Linked DNA regions of Urocitellus parryii: all the other regions are linked to region 2. The links are chromatin contacts, called in public Hi-C maps. All regions are on one chromosome and are shown on one strand. Each heading gives the region's core, a stretch centred on a gene start, on an enhancer-like site or on the middle of the called end of the contact. The rest is flanking DNA. Distances are from core to core; before and after follow the strand shown.

What was found. A called contact is a pair of places that touch in the nucleus more often than the background predicts.
Region 1: a Hi-C map of muscle shows a contact between it and region 2, with 5 times the contacts expected there. The contact joins the promoter of Cep57l1 here to the promoter of Cd164 in region 2. A contact is called at or near these places in 2 of 2 Hi-C or Micro-C datasets (liver and muscle).
Region 3: a contact with region 2 is called in a Hi-C map of liver, with 10 times the contacts expected there. The contact joins the promoter of LOC113183360 here to the promoter of Cd164 in region 2. A contact is called at or near these places in 2 of 2 Hi-C or Micro-C datasets (liver and muscle).

The regions. Positions count from the first base shown.
Region 1 is chr8:53,090,980-53,095,024 of mUroPar1.hap1, reverse strand. Cep57l1 (centrosomal protein 57 like 1) reads left to right here and starts at 1,485. Exons shown (of 11, transcript XM_077801827.1): 1 at 1,485-1,532. Sesn1 (sestrin 1) reads right to left here and starts at 917. Exons shown (of 10, transcript XM_026389613.2): 1 at 1-917. The coding sequence starts at 19.
Region 2 is chr8:52,847,214-52,851,491 of mUroPar1.hap1, reverse strand. It overlaps Cd164 (CD164 molecule), which reads right to left and starts at 2,638. Exons shown (of 6, transcript XM_077801615.1): 1 at 1,400-2,638. The coding sequence starts at 1,577.
Region 3 is chr8:53,007,557-53,011,525 of mUroPar1.hap1, reverse strand. It overlaps LOC113183360, which reads left to right and starts at 1,357. Exons shown (of 45, transcript XM_077801484.1): 1 at 1,357-1,380. The coding sequence starts at 1,357.

The DNA.
Region 1 (4,045 bases), core at 236-2,735, 240 kb before region 2:
CATTCTCTCCTTCAGCCATGACAATCGGAGTTTTTCCTTTGCAGTCTTCAGTTACTTTTCAGCATGCCCCAAAAGCACTTTATATTTTTAAAGTGAGAGATGTAAGAATAAATTCAGGGAAATCGACCCGTCACGAAAACACGTCTGGGTGACATTTGGAAGTAGAAGTGTCTTTTAAGTTGGTGCGGTCAATCTATTTACAAGACCGATCACCCTTTCCTTCTACCAAAAAGGGCGGTCTTCTGCTCAGAGATTGAAAAAAAAAAAAAAAAAAAACTTGGAAAGTTGCAATCTTACAGCTCTGGCTTGCAGGACCGGGATTCTCGAATAAGTGTTCTGTGTCTCGCGGAGTCAGCGGATATCCTCACGTTGTAGAGCTGTCAAATCCGTGCTCTGCCCCAAAAGGCTGGTAACAGTTGAACACTCTCCAGCCATTCGGGTTTTTTGTCTGTGCAGCCACCGGTTTCCCCCAGCGTTCCCACCACGCCCCTCCTCCGACACAAGTCCCCGCCCTCCTCAGCTCTTCCAGCGCCCCAGCTGCGGGACAGGCGCCGGCAGGGGAGGCTAGCTGAACCCTGGCCCTTAGCCGTGCGGCCCAAGAGTCGGGCGCTCCTGGGGACCGCAGTCTCCAGCAGTCGCTGTCTCGGCGGGCGGCGACAACACAGAGCGTCGCTGGCCCCGTTGGCTCCGGACCTCTTGGAAGACGCCGCTTCTTCTCTTATCCCTGTGCCCTAGCCCGCCGCCGCCGCCAAGCCAGAGGGCACAGTACAGCCGCGGGAATCCTCAAGCACCGGGCAGGGCGGCGGAGTTGGCAGAGCTGAAGGGCCTGAGGCACAGAGCCCGCCCCTTTGCCCAGCCCCATCGGTGGGATCGGCCCAGAGGGCGGGAGCAAGGAGGGGAGATGGGGTCCTTACCCCTCAGCCCCTCCCCTTTCTCCGCCCGGCACAAACCCGGAGCCACCCCGGCCCCAGCGCCTTCTTCCCCGCCCAGGCAGACGCGACCCGCAGAGGCAAAGCCATTGGAAAAAGCCCCGCCCTCTAGCAGGCTACCTTCAGACCCCCAGTCCACTGAGCGCGGCTGCCGACCGCTGCGGGTTTCTACGCATGCGCGACTGCGAGTAGGGCGCGTGCACCCTCAAAGGCACACGGCTTGTTCTGGCAATTGCTTTTCGTTCCCAGGCGTTTGGAGTAGCTAGTCTGGAGAAGGGGAAGGGAAAATAAGAAAGAGGGTACACTGAGAGTTTATTACGTGGGACAAGCGCGTCAAATAAAAGCACTACAGCACCTATGGGAGAAACTGAAACTAAATTTAAGAATAGCCTAAAAAATAGTGTCAGCCTCTTTATTATACCGAACCAGATTTAAATAGGCAGGGCGTCTTCGCATTGACTGCTGGGAAATGCAGTTTTGATGCTGCCGGCGCGTTCTGTTTACGACAGAAACTACAACTCCCAGGGGCCATCGCGACGTTGTGTGTAGCTGCTTGCCAACCAACGGTTCGAGAGGACGGAATTGACCGAGAGCGGGCGTCCGGTAAGCACTGTAGGTTCGGCCTTCACCTTTCCTTTGATAGAATTTTCCTTCTTCTACTTCCTCTAAAGTTTTGGAGATGAAGCCATCTAGGTAGGGTTGCCGCCTTTACTCCAGAGACTTTCCATTGAACTGCGTGGAAATAAATAGTACAGTTGCGGTGAGGCGAGGATTTGGGGATATTGATCCCAAGGGTTGGTGGGAGAGACCCCAAGTAAGGCCAGGCTAGAAGGATGCTGTGGGAACAGGTGAAGTGCTTCGCTCTGCTGCCTCTGCTTCCACCTTTTCACGAGCAGGATTAATTAGGGATCACTGTGCATTTTGCACCTTTGTTTTCCTTTGAGTGGAGGAATGTTCTGTGCTTTATTTGCTCGGTCAAATGAAATCCCAAGCAGCGCTCTGAAAGCAAACTGTCCATTTTGTATGAGACTAAAGGGCAAAGGACTCCCAGCACTCCTAGACGTAAATTCTTGCAGGATTAAAAAAAAATGAAATTTATTTTTAAGATATACATGACAATAGAGTGTATTTTGACATATTACTCATACATGAAGTACAGCTTATTCTATTTCTCGTGGTTGTGCATGATATGGAGTTTCACTGTTGGTGTATTCGTATATGAACATAGAAAAGTTATGTCAGATTCATTCCACTGTTCCTCCTATTCTCTTGCAGGCTTTAAGGATGCTATATGACAAGAAAAATATAAACCTTACTAATATACCCCAAATTTATTATCTTCAAGCAATTCAGTCATTTCTATTTCTCTCTCTAAAATTTCTTTTTGTTTTTAAAAGTCATTCTTGAGAAAATTCAGGTTTGAAAGGCCATTTCCTACCCCTATCAGTGGACTGATAACCACATTAGATTTTAATTCTTCACATGGCAGAATAGGTGCATTTCTAAAAATTTAAAGTTACTATTATTCAACAGTGAAAAAGACACAGTCTTAACTTGTTAGAAAAACCAATGCTTAAATATACAATTACAGTACTGTTTGATATTGCTGGAATGACTACAAGGAGATAGCTTAGCCCATCTTGGAAAGTCAGGGAAATCTTCATCTCAGGTTTGGTCTGCAGGAGTCTCCTCCGAGATAAGGAATTTGTTGTTGCCTGGGGGGTGGCTTTCTGGGGATAACTTCCACTCATCACAAGATGTTTATCTATCAGACCTGCTATTCCTAGAATCCAAGGTGACTCAGAGCAAGGGAGAAGGACTTGAAATGAAGGCAGTGATGCCTAGTCTTTAATCCAGCTTTTGGTCACCCATAGGACATTTGCAGGCAAAGGTGAAAAGTCGGGTAAGTCCTTGTTACAGCCTGAGCAACTAGAAGGAAAGAATTGCCATTTATTGTTATGGGATAGTATGCATATTTGTTTAAGGGGAGAAATTGATAATTCAGATTGGCCATGCTAAGTTTGATAAACATTTAAAACATTCAAGTGGCGCGTGGAAGAAGCAGTTGCATAAATGAGTCTGCAGATGAGACAGAAGATCTAACTATAGGTACAATTTTGGTCTTCATAGTAGTTTTTTATTTTTATTTTTTGGACAGTGCTGGGGATTGAACCCTAAGGTGCTTAACCACCAAGCCACATTCCCAGTCCTTTTTTATTTTTTTTGAGACAGAGTCTCAGTTGCAAAGGCTGCCCTCCAACCTGGGATCCTCCTGCCTCAGCCTCATGAACCACTGGGTTACAGGCATGTGCCACCACCTCCCACCTATGTTCAGTTTGTTAAGAAGCTCAACTGGGACTGGGGGTGTGACTCAGCAGTAGAGCACTTGCCTAGCATGCTTGAGGCCCTGGATTTAATCACAAATTCCACAAAAAAGAAAAGAATAACTGCCTAAGTACCTGTACCATTGAGTAGTCCCACCCTTAGTGATTAGGAATTTCTGTTGCTCCACATCTTTTCCAGGATTTGGTGTTGTCAGTGTTTTGGATTTTAGCCACTCTGATAGATATGCAATAGTATTCCATTATTGTTTTAATTTGCTTCCCTTCCCCTTGCTTCATGGTGAATTGCAGTCAACAGGTTGATTGGCATCTTCACAAGCCTCACCCATCTCTGAGAGGCTGTGTGGCCCTGTAGCTCTAGCAGGTCACCCCATCTCCCCTGCTGTATGGAACTTGTGGCAGTGCTGGATAGGAATTCACATGTATTGGGCAGTCTCACCAGCAGGAGTGCTGCTGTGAGTTCCCAGACACCAGAATTTCCTACCCAAATGCTTCCATCCCGATTTTAGTTCACACACAGTTCATGGATGGCTCCTGGCACCTATTTTTTGTTCTTTTTTGTTTTTGTTTTTGTTTGGTTTTGAACTGAGGGGCATTTAACCACTGAGCCACATCCCCAACCATTTATTTATTTATTTACTTACTTATTTATTTATTTGAGACAGGTTTGGCTAAGTTGCTTAGGGCCTCACTAAATTTCTGAGGTTGGGTGCTGGAGCTATAGCTCAGTGGTAGAGCACTTGCCTTGCACATGTGAGGTACTAGGTTCGATCC
Region 2 (4,278 bases), core at 1,389-3,888:
TTTAAAAAAACAAAAAACAAACCACACACTAGTGAAACTGCCAAGTAGGCAGAACAATAAGAAAAAAAAAAAGATCTGCTCTATCATCTCAAACATTGTGCTGTTAGAATTGTCAGTACTGCATTGCAATTTACTTTCCTCATTTAAAAATCTTTGTATTTTACCAAATCTGACTTTAACAACAAAAAAGATATTGATATTATCACATATTTCATTATATTAAAGTTTATAAGATATTAAAACTAGGGAAGACAATGTAGAATAGTATGATCAACATCACAGTAAGTCATTGCTTCAGCAATCCTTCGGTTAAGAAGCCAAGTTACCTATTTCTCCCGTATTAACCGGAATAACCAAACGTAGTAGATTACAGATTTTTAAACTCTAGTATTTTTTCAGCCTTGTTTATCTCAAATTTATCTCCTCCCTCTTTTTTGTGTAGTCATATGCCAACTTCAGGTTCAAATTCTGGGTATGCCTTAAATAATCCTACTTCACTAACAAAAACAGCTTTTTAAGGAAAGCTGTTCCTTGATGGGGCTTTCAGAAAATCTACAGATTGGGTTCCAATCCAACTCGGTCCCGGAGAGTTCCTGTATCTCGGTTTCTCCATCTAGCTCAGTATCACCACGCATCTTCTGGCTTCGCCTTAAGTAATAAAAGACATCCATGCGAAACACGAAGTACTCGTGGGGTTCTTTTCTTCCTTTGCATGTAGTATGGAATGTGAACTTTTCACAAGTTACTCTCTCAGATCTCAGCTACATCTCCTACTTACATTAGTTACACGGTCAGATCTCAGCTAAGTCTCCTACCTATCTGCAAAATCAAGGTGATGAAATTTCAGGAGACAATTTCGCAGATCCAAGTCTGAGACATGAACGCTTATTAATTAACCTTTAAGTTTCTCTTCCCCCTTTCACCAATTTCTGGACAAATCTCTCTACGGAGAGAGGCCCTGGTGGGGGTGGGTTAAACGACTAGTTCCAAGGAAAGAGAAGTTCGGTCTCCCAGCCAACTTCGGAGGCGCGTCGCTTCGCCCCATCATCATTAAGCCCACAGTTGCCACCGCGCAAGGAAGCCACGTCCCCTCTTCCGAGCCTACGGTAAGGATGGGGATTACAAGGCACTTTTAAAAAGCACCTCTCCTTGCAACGCTTGGGAATCACAGCAGCCCAACGGCCGCGGGGGCCCTCCGATCTCCTTCCCGCCGGGCGTTCCCTACCCGCCCGGCCACACCGCGCCCGACCGCGACCGGACCTGGGCGGGCCGCCATGTTGCCTAAGTCGCCGCCGCCGCCCCCGGAGCGCTGTCCGCCGGGCCCCGGCTCCGTGCGTCCCGGAGAGGGCTCACTCCGCGGGGCAGACGAAAGCGAGAAGCCCACTGGGCTGGCGCTCACCTGGTCCTAGAGTGGTGACCGGCGGGGCAGGCGTCGCCGGCGTCGGGGCCACCTTGGTGGTTGCTGAAGAGTTTGATTCAGTCTCTGTTGGAGTCACGGACGAGTTCTCCGCAGACAGCACGCAGACCACAAACAGGCAGGTGGCTGCCCAAAACAGACGGCTGGAGAACCCGAACATCGTGTCTTCTGCGGTGGCGTCCTGGAGAAAGCTGCAGCATACAACGCGCAGTCGGTCCCTCAGTCCCCTGCGGCGCCGCCTCCAAGACTTCGCCCCCCTCGGGAGTGCGCTGGGGTCACGTGGGGAGCTTCAGACCGCGGCGTGAGGGGCGAGCCGCAGCGGAGGCGGGGCGCGGGCGAGACCAACGGGAATTCTAGGGGGGAGCAGGGATGTTCAATGGAAGCTTCAGTGAGACCGTACTAAAGGGTGAAAACGGTCATGCGCAGAAAATCGGCTCCCTTATTTTCAGATTACCACACCGAATGCAATTGGTTTGTTTCTCGTATGGAAGTCCTTCACTCTGGCTTGGATGGAACAACCCACGTGACGTGGCGAGCAGCGTCCACCTGAACGTCCTGCGAGGCGTCATTCCGTGGCCCCACGTGACCAGCTAGACCGCGCCTCCGGGATCCGAATTACCCGGCGGAAGTTGTTTGTCCCTTGCACGTGGAACTTGGATAAGTTTGTGTTATATTCTGTACTGCCCCGTCACCAGAGTGCTAATGTGTATCCTCAGAAGGAGCCGGGCTTATTTTCTTGATTGATTTTTGCTGGAATAACCCAGTTTGGGGACTCTCCGCGGTAATGAAGGCACCACGTGGTTAAACAGTCTTTAATCTGTCGCCCACGTAGTGCGAGCCACTTTGCACCGAATACAGCCTCCTGCCGACCTTTGTCTCACTTTCGCAGCCTGACTTTAGGATTGCTGTGTCAGTAAACGCAGTGGCAAGTCTGCCTCAACTTCACCACTTTGTCGTCAGAAACAGGCGGTCTGAGTTGAAAGGCCATTGGGTTGGTTTCCACCCGCACATCATGGGTAAGGAAATTGAGACTTAGGAATCGCCTGGCATCAAAGCTGGATTTTGCAGTGCCTAAACATAGAGTTGCCTGGTATCCGAGTTGGATTTTGCAGGGCCTTTTCTGGAGCTGATCTTTCAGTAAGCTTGAGCGCCACCTGGTGCTGAATCTCAAAAAATGCAGTACTTCATAGGCTTCTATTAAGTGGTAAAAGTTAAGACTTTAAAAGCTGTATTTAATGCCGCTGTTTCCGCGTATTTATTCTAATAAAATAATATTAATTGCTTTTATGAGGTATGTTTTGCTGTGCCACAAACACCCAGAGCGATGATGGCAGAGAAGTATTTAATCTTTTTTTTTTTTTTTTTTCTGCTTAAGGTTAGAAGCTTTTATTCCTGCCTGGAATCTCAAATCAGTGTAGCCCTTGTGTGCCCTCATGACTGTGAACTAACATCAGCTGATCCAACCTATGGCCAGGCCAGAAGTGTGAGTGCAGTTTAGAAAATGAGGAACCACCATCAGGACTTCCAAACAAACAAACGTCCAACCTTCGCCCAGGATTCACATATCATGTTTGGCACATGACTACACCCAAGACTAAATGAAAGCATAGGCAACTTTTTTTTTTTTTTTTCATGATTAAAAATATAAAAATCCTGTTTTTCTCCTCATACCCCAATGGATATTCTTGCTTCACCCTAGGGTGAACATGCCCCATGGTAGAGGCCATTGGTTAACAATTTGTCATCTAGATGTTTAGCTCTAGTCCTCAGATTTCCATTAGTTCTGATAAAGGGACATTTCACATTCTTATTTTTAAGACAAAAACTGATGGCTTATTTTATTTTACATGGCATCTGTAGAAGTAGATCAAGGAAGAGTTCCAAAGTAATTTTTTTTTTTTTTTGGTATCAGAGGTTGAATCCAGGGGCACTTTACCACTGAGCCATGTCCCCAGCCCTTTCTATATATTTTAAGACAGGATCTCACTCAGTTGCTTTCAGATTCCCAAGCTGCTGGAATTATAGGCCTATGCAACTGCATCCAGCCCAAAATAGTCTTCACTGTTCTGGAAAAAACCTTTATTTTCAGTTCCTGAAGAAGCAGTCTTTATTGTCATATTTCTCAGCGTTGGCACTATGAGATTTTAGGCTGACAAACTTGCTGTTCAGTGACCTATGATGCTACTGGCCTCTGCCCAGTAAATAACAGAAGCACCCACCCCCATCCATCATTTGTGACAACCAGAAACACCTTCTGATAATATTGGGGTAAAATCATCCTCAGTTGAGAGTCTCATCTGTTTCAATCATATTGTGTTTGCAAAGTCAGCCATCACCCAGGTTATTTCCTCTGGTACATTTTGGCTGCAATTGAATTATTGGTTTGTTAGAGCCACTTTTTTATCTTATCATTCTTTTCTTGAAAGCAGTGAGAGGAAGTGCTTGACTCTTGTGAATCTGCTAGTAGTACAAGCTTCCTCTAATTTTTTAAACAGAAAATAAAAATAAATTGTTTCCCCTAAACTCCCTTCATCCAAACCAACAGACCCTCTTTAGCTGTGGGTTTAGCCAAATTCATTCAGAGCCAGGTATGGGTGGGAGGCAAGGATGGGCATCTATAATACAATTATAACAACATGTATTAAACCTTGAGTATTTAAATCAGTTTTGGCAAAGTAGAGAAGGATTGTAACAGATTAATAATGAACTAGAACTATTCAGACTATATTAGGACTGATGATGAAATACTAGAGATATTTGGAGGATCTCTACTTTGTGGTATTTCTTTGTTAACTGTGCTAGGACTACTCTTACACTTAGTTTTCAACCTTGACTGCACATTGAAGGGTTTGAAAGCTAAT
Region 3 (3,969 bases), core at 108-2,607, 160 kb before region 2:
AATCACTTCCTTTGCTGTGCAGAAACTTTTTAATTTGGTAGCATCTCCCTTATTGATTCGTGTTTTATTTCTTGAGCTTTAGGGATCTTGTTGAAGAAGTCAGTGCCTGCAACCAATCCTATGGAGTGTTGACCCTATGTTTTCTCCTAACAGTTGCCAATTTTAAGCAGGTGATTTTGGTGAGTGGAGAGTCCAACCTGCTTTTTCTCTACTATTTACATAATGGTAATAAATTATAAATAACAACAGTCTAACCCGAATGTTCCTTCAAATTGCAAAAGCATGTTTTTTAATGAAGTTGACATTATTTCTTGGAGACAGATAAAGTCCCACGGGCTGGATAATGGTTGCTGGGGAAGTCAGCCACAAGCTTTATGCCTCCTTTTTCAGGGATACGGAAAAAGAGCAAATGCAAAACATGGATGAAATTTATAAGATCACTTCCACGGAGAGGACCCAGCTATTGGAGAAGGAACTGGAGGTGCAATTGAGTGAACTGAAGTCTGAAATAGAAGAACAAGAGATCCTTCAGGGAGCAGCTCATCGAGCTTACAGGTAAATAGTAGGAGTGAGAAAGTGTGGTCCTCAGGGCTTTACCTCCCGCTCTTACCCCATAATCTCCATCAGTCCTCCCCACTCTTTTTTTTTTTTTTTTAACCTGGACAATGGACATGATCTCAAACTCAGACAAATGACGTGCAGCAGCAGTTTCCGCACCCCTTTCTTTCAGCCAAATACTAACCAGGCTCAGACCTGCATAGCTTTTGAGCTCAGGCAGGATCATGAGCATTCAGGGTGGTAGAAACATAGACCAATTGCCCATTTCTAACCTACTGCTCCCCCTAAAGTTTTCCTACATTCTAGATTTGTTAAGACAGGTGGGAACAATCAGTGTCTCACTGAAGAAAGTGGGGAAATGTTCCTACATGTTCAGGAACACTACCATCCTAAAGTTCCAGAAGCTATTGTAGAAATCATACTCCATAAAGAGATTTCATCTTATAACATTTTAACTGAGTTTGATCTTGATTTTGATGAGAAATTTAAAACCTGAAATAATGCTAAATATTTCATAATGAATTCTACAAAATGCTGTTGGATTAGGCGTTCTTTTATAGGGTAAATGTTGTCAATGAGAGCGATCAAATTCTTTTAAACAGGGTAGCCAGATCAGTCTCTAAGTGGAGAGTCTCATGGGCCCTGGATCTTCACATTTTTTTTGTTTCTGTTATAATTCATCAAAAGGAACAACATGAAAACTCTGTTGGTTAGAGTAAGCACAAGGTGGATGGTGAGCAATATGGAGAGGAGATTGGAAGAGACAGTAACCAGGTGAATCAGTGCTTCATTCGAAAGATGATTCTGAAGAACTATTACTTGGTATGTGTTGTGATAGGTCTTTAAAGCTATTGCAGTTGTTAAGAGGAAATGGAAAGATTGTGACCCATGTAAGTCACAATTTCTCTCAAATTTGGTTTATTTATTTGAAAAATGAAATAAAAGAAAAAATATGTACCCAGGGCTGGGGTTGTGGCTCCGTGGTAGAGCACTTGCCTAGCATGTATGAGGCACAGGGTTTGATTTCAGCACTGCATATAAATAAAACATAAATAAATAAAGATCCATCAAAGACTAAAAACATATTTTAAAAAAGTGTATCTTTCCTCCTTTATTAGGTTGTGAGGATCAAATGACATAATGCATGTTAAAGCATTTTGACAACTAGAAAAAAAACCAAGTTTTTAATATGCAAAAATAAAATGTTGGTATTATTACAACTTACATGTCAAGAGAGTTAGGCAAGTGTAAAGGCTTTGGGAAAGCCCTTTTAGGGCACACTGAAGATGAAATAGCTCCTGAACGTCCTCCTACAGAGACCGGAAAACTTTCTCATGCTGGGGACAGTCACCAAGGAAATTAGACCAAGACTCTCTGGCTAGATAGACACAGCCAAGCTAAATCTACAGATTATATTCCCTGGCTTCCATCCCTCTATGCCCCTCTCTTATAAAAGCTTTCCACACCCTCTATGAGAAAGAAAGTCTTCTCTCTTCTCATCAGTTTCAATGAGAAATCCTGGGTACCCATATTTCTCTACTCCCCCAAACCACCCAGGATTGTTAGTAAGAATCTAACTTAATTCCAGCAAAGACTGAGCACCTTCTCTAGGTGCTCTTTGCCAGGTGCTGTGCTATGTTCCGGAGTCCAAGGAAAATGGAAATATCCACTCCCAATAACTACTCCCAGGGCACTGAAAAAAAATCATCTTTCTTTCTTTTTCTCCACCTTCTCCTTCCTCCCCGACCCCCATTCTTTTCCTCATTTCAACTCATAAGCCCTGGACTTTGCAATGGTTGTGTTTCTTATGTGCTTGCTGATTGAATAAGTTTATGGCTGTATGGTAAATGGACAACGTTTGATGAAAGAAGGCGTGAATCTCTATTTGTGAGTTAGTGTACACATCACTTAGGATCACTAGCTGCTTTTAGGTCACTCCCAGGCACTTTGAGGTTTACTGAGAGGAACGATGTGATCTGAGTGAGAGGGTTGGGCAACCAAGCCTGGGACCCTGCCCAGTCTCCCAGTTTGCCAAAAATGAGGAGACAAGAGGGCCAGAAAGTTTTCTTCTGATTTCCCTGTCGAGTAGCCCATCTCCTTTCTGGTTGGCCACTGCCTCTCCACCTCCTTGAGGCTGTGGCCAAGATGCAAGTTACACCTTTGATTTGTTAACATATTTACTCTCAAGCCCCTTTCAGAGTTTGCTTCTTTCTTTTCCCATCAAAGCCAAGGTACCAGGAGAAAGTTAAGGGAGGCAATGCCCTCAGCTTCAGAGGGAGAAATTTGACACAAAGTGTCTAAATGAGTTTCTTAGGTTCATGCGGTTGACCAATCTCCTGTCAACCTCCTGTTCTTTTCACAGAACCACTTGCTGGCAAGTGTACAAACTAACATGAAGTTTAAAAACTTGTCTGTGGGAGCACCCTTTTGTTGAATCCCCAGTGCTGGAACAACAAACAACTTATCTGTGAGGACAAGTAGGATCGTATGAAGAATAGGAACCTAAATTTCACCGCTTCTACCTCTCTCAAAATTTCTAGGTCATTTCATGTGTTCCAGAACTGCCTGCTGTGGCTCCTTTGCCAATGTCTACAGCATCCCATCTTGAGAAAGTGGCATCTGCATCAGGGTTACTGTCCCCTGGTGTTTCAATGTTGCTAAGCCTTGGGGTGCATCTTAAACCCGATAGGGAGAGCCCTGCTCTTGCTGACCAGACCCCACCTGCTTACCTGGACCTGCAGCTTATGCTGCCTGCATGAGAGTCCCTGATGAGAACAGCTCATCATGGCAGGACTTGACCAGGGTCCATCAGGTTGCACCAGCAGGCATTTCTTCTAAGTCTGCTTATCCTACAGATCAATAGTCTTCCTGAGGCAAAAAACTTGGATACAATAATTCTTAGAGTGTTTCCTGTTTGATATTTAAGGTCACTTCACCCTCAGGTAATTCAGCAAGAACACAAAAGTAAAAAACATTTAAAAAATTTTACAAGATACCAGTGCTATGTGTCAACTAGGGCAAGAGGGAGATTTGATAAAGCTCATTGCTTGTTAGAGATAAAGTTCCTGGAAGAACTAAGGCAGAGATATTCCTGGAGGAAGAAAGGCAGGGGAAATAAAAATTCTTATCATATGTCCCTCTCTGGACTCTGGAGTAAGAAATAGTGAGGCAAATTATGACTAGAAGGACAGACCATGTTTGTGTGGGGGGAAAGGAGAGAGAAATTACCCTGGGGAAAGGGTTAGCCAATATCAGGTCTGTGAGAGAAAGATTCTAAGACACAAGAATGTGGCCTGTACATGCCCTCCATAATCTACTATAATATGATATACTTATTTGAGAATGAGCAGTTGTGAAGAGTTACAGATTAATCAAGGCCCAGCTATAATCTGATTACAACTTCTGTGATTA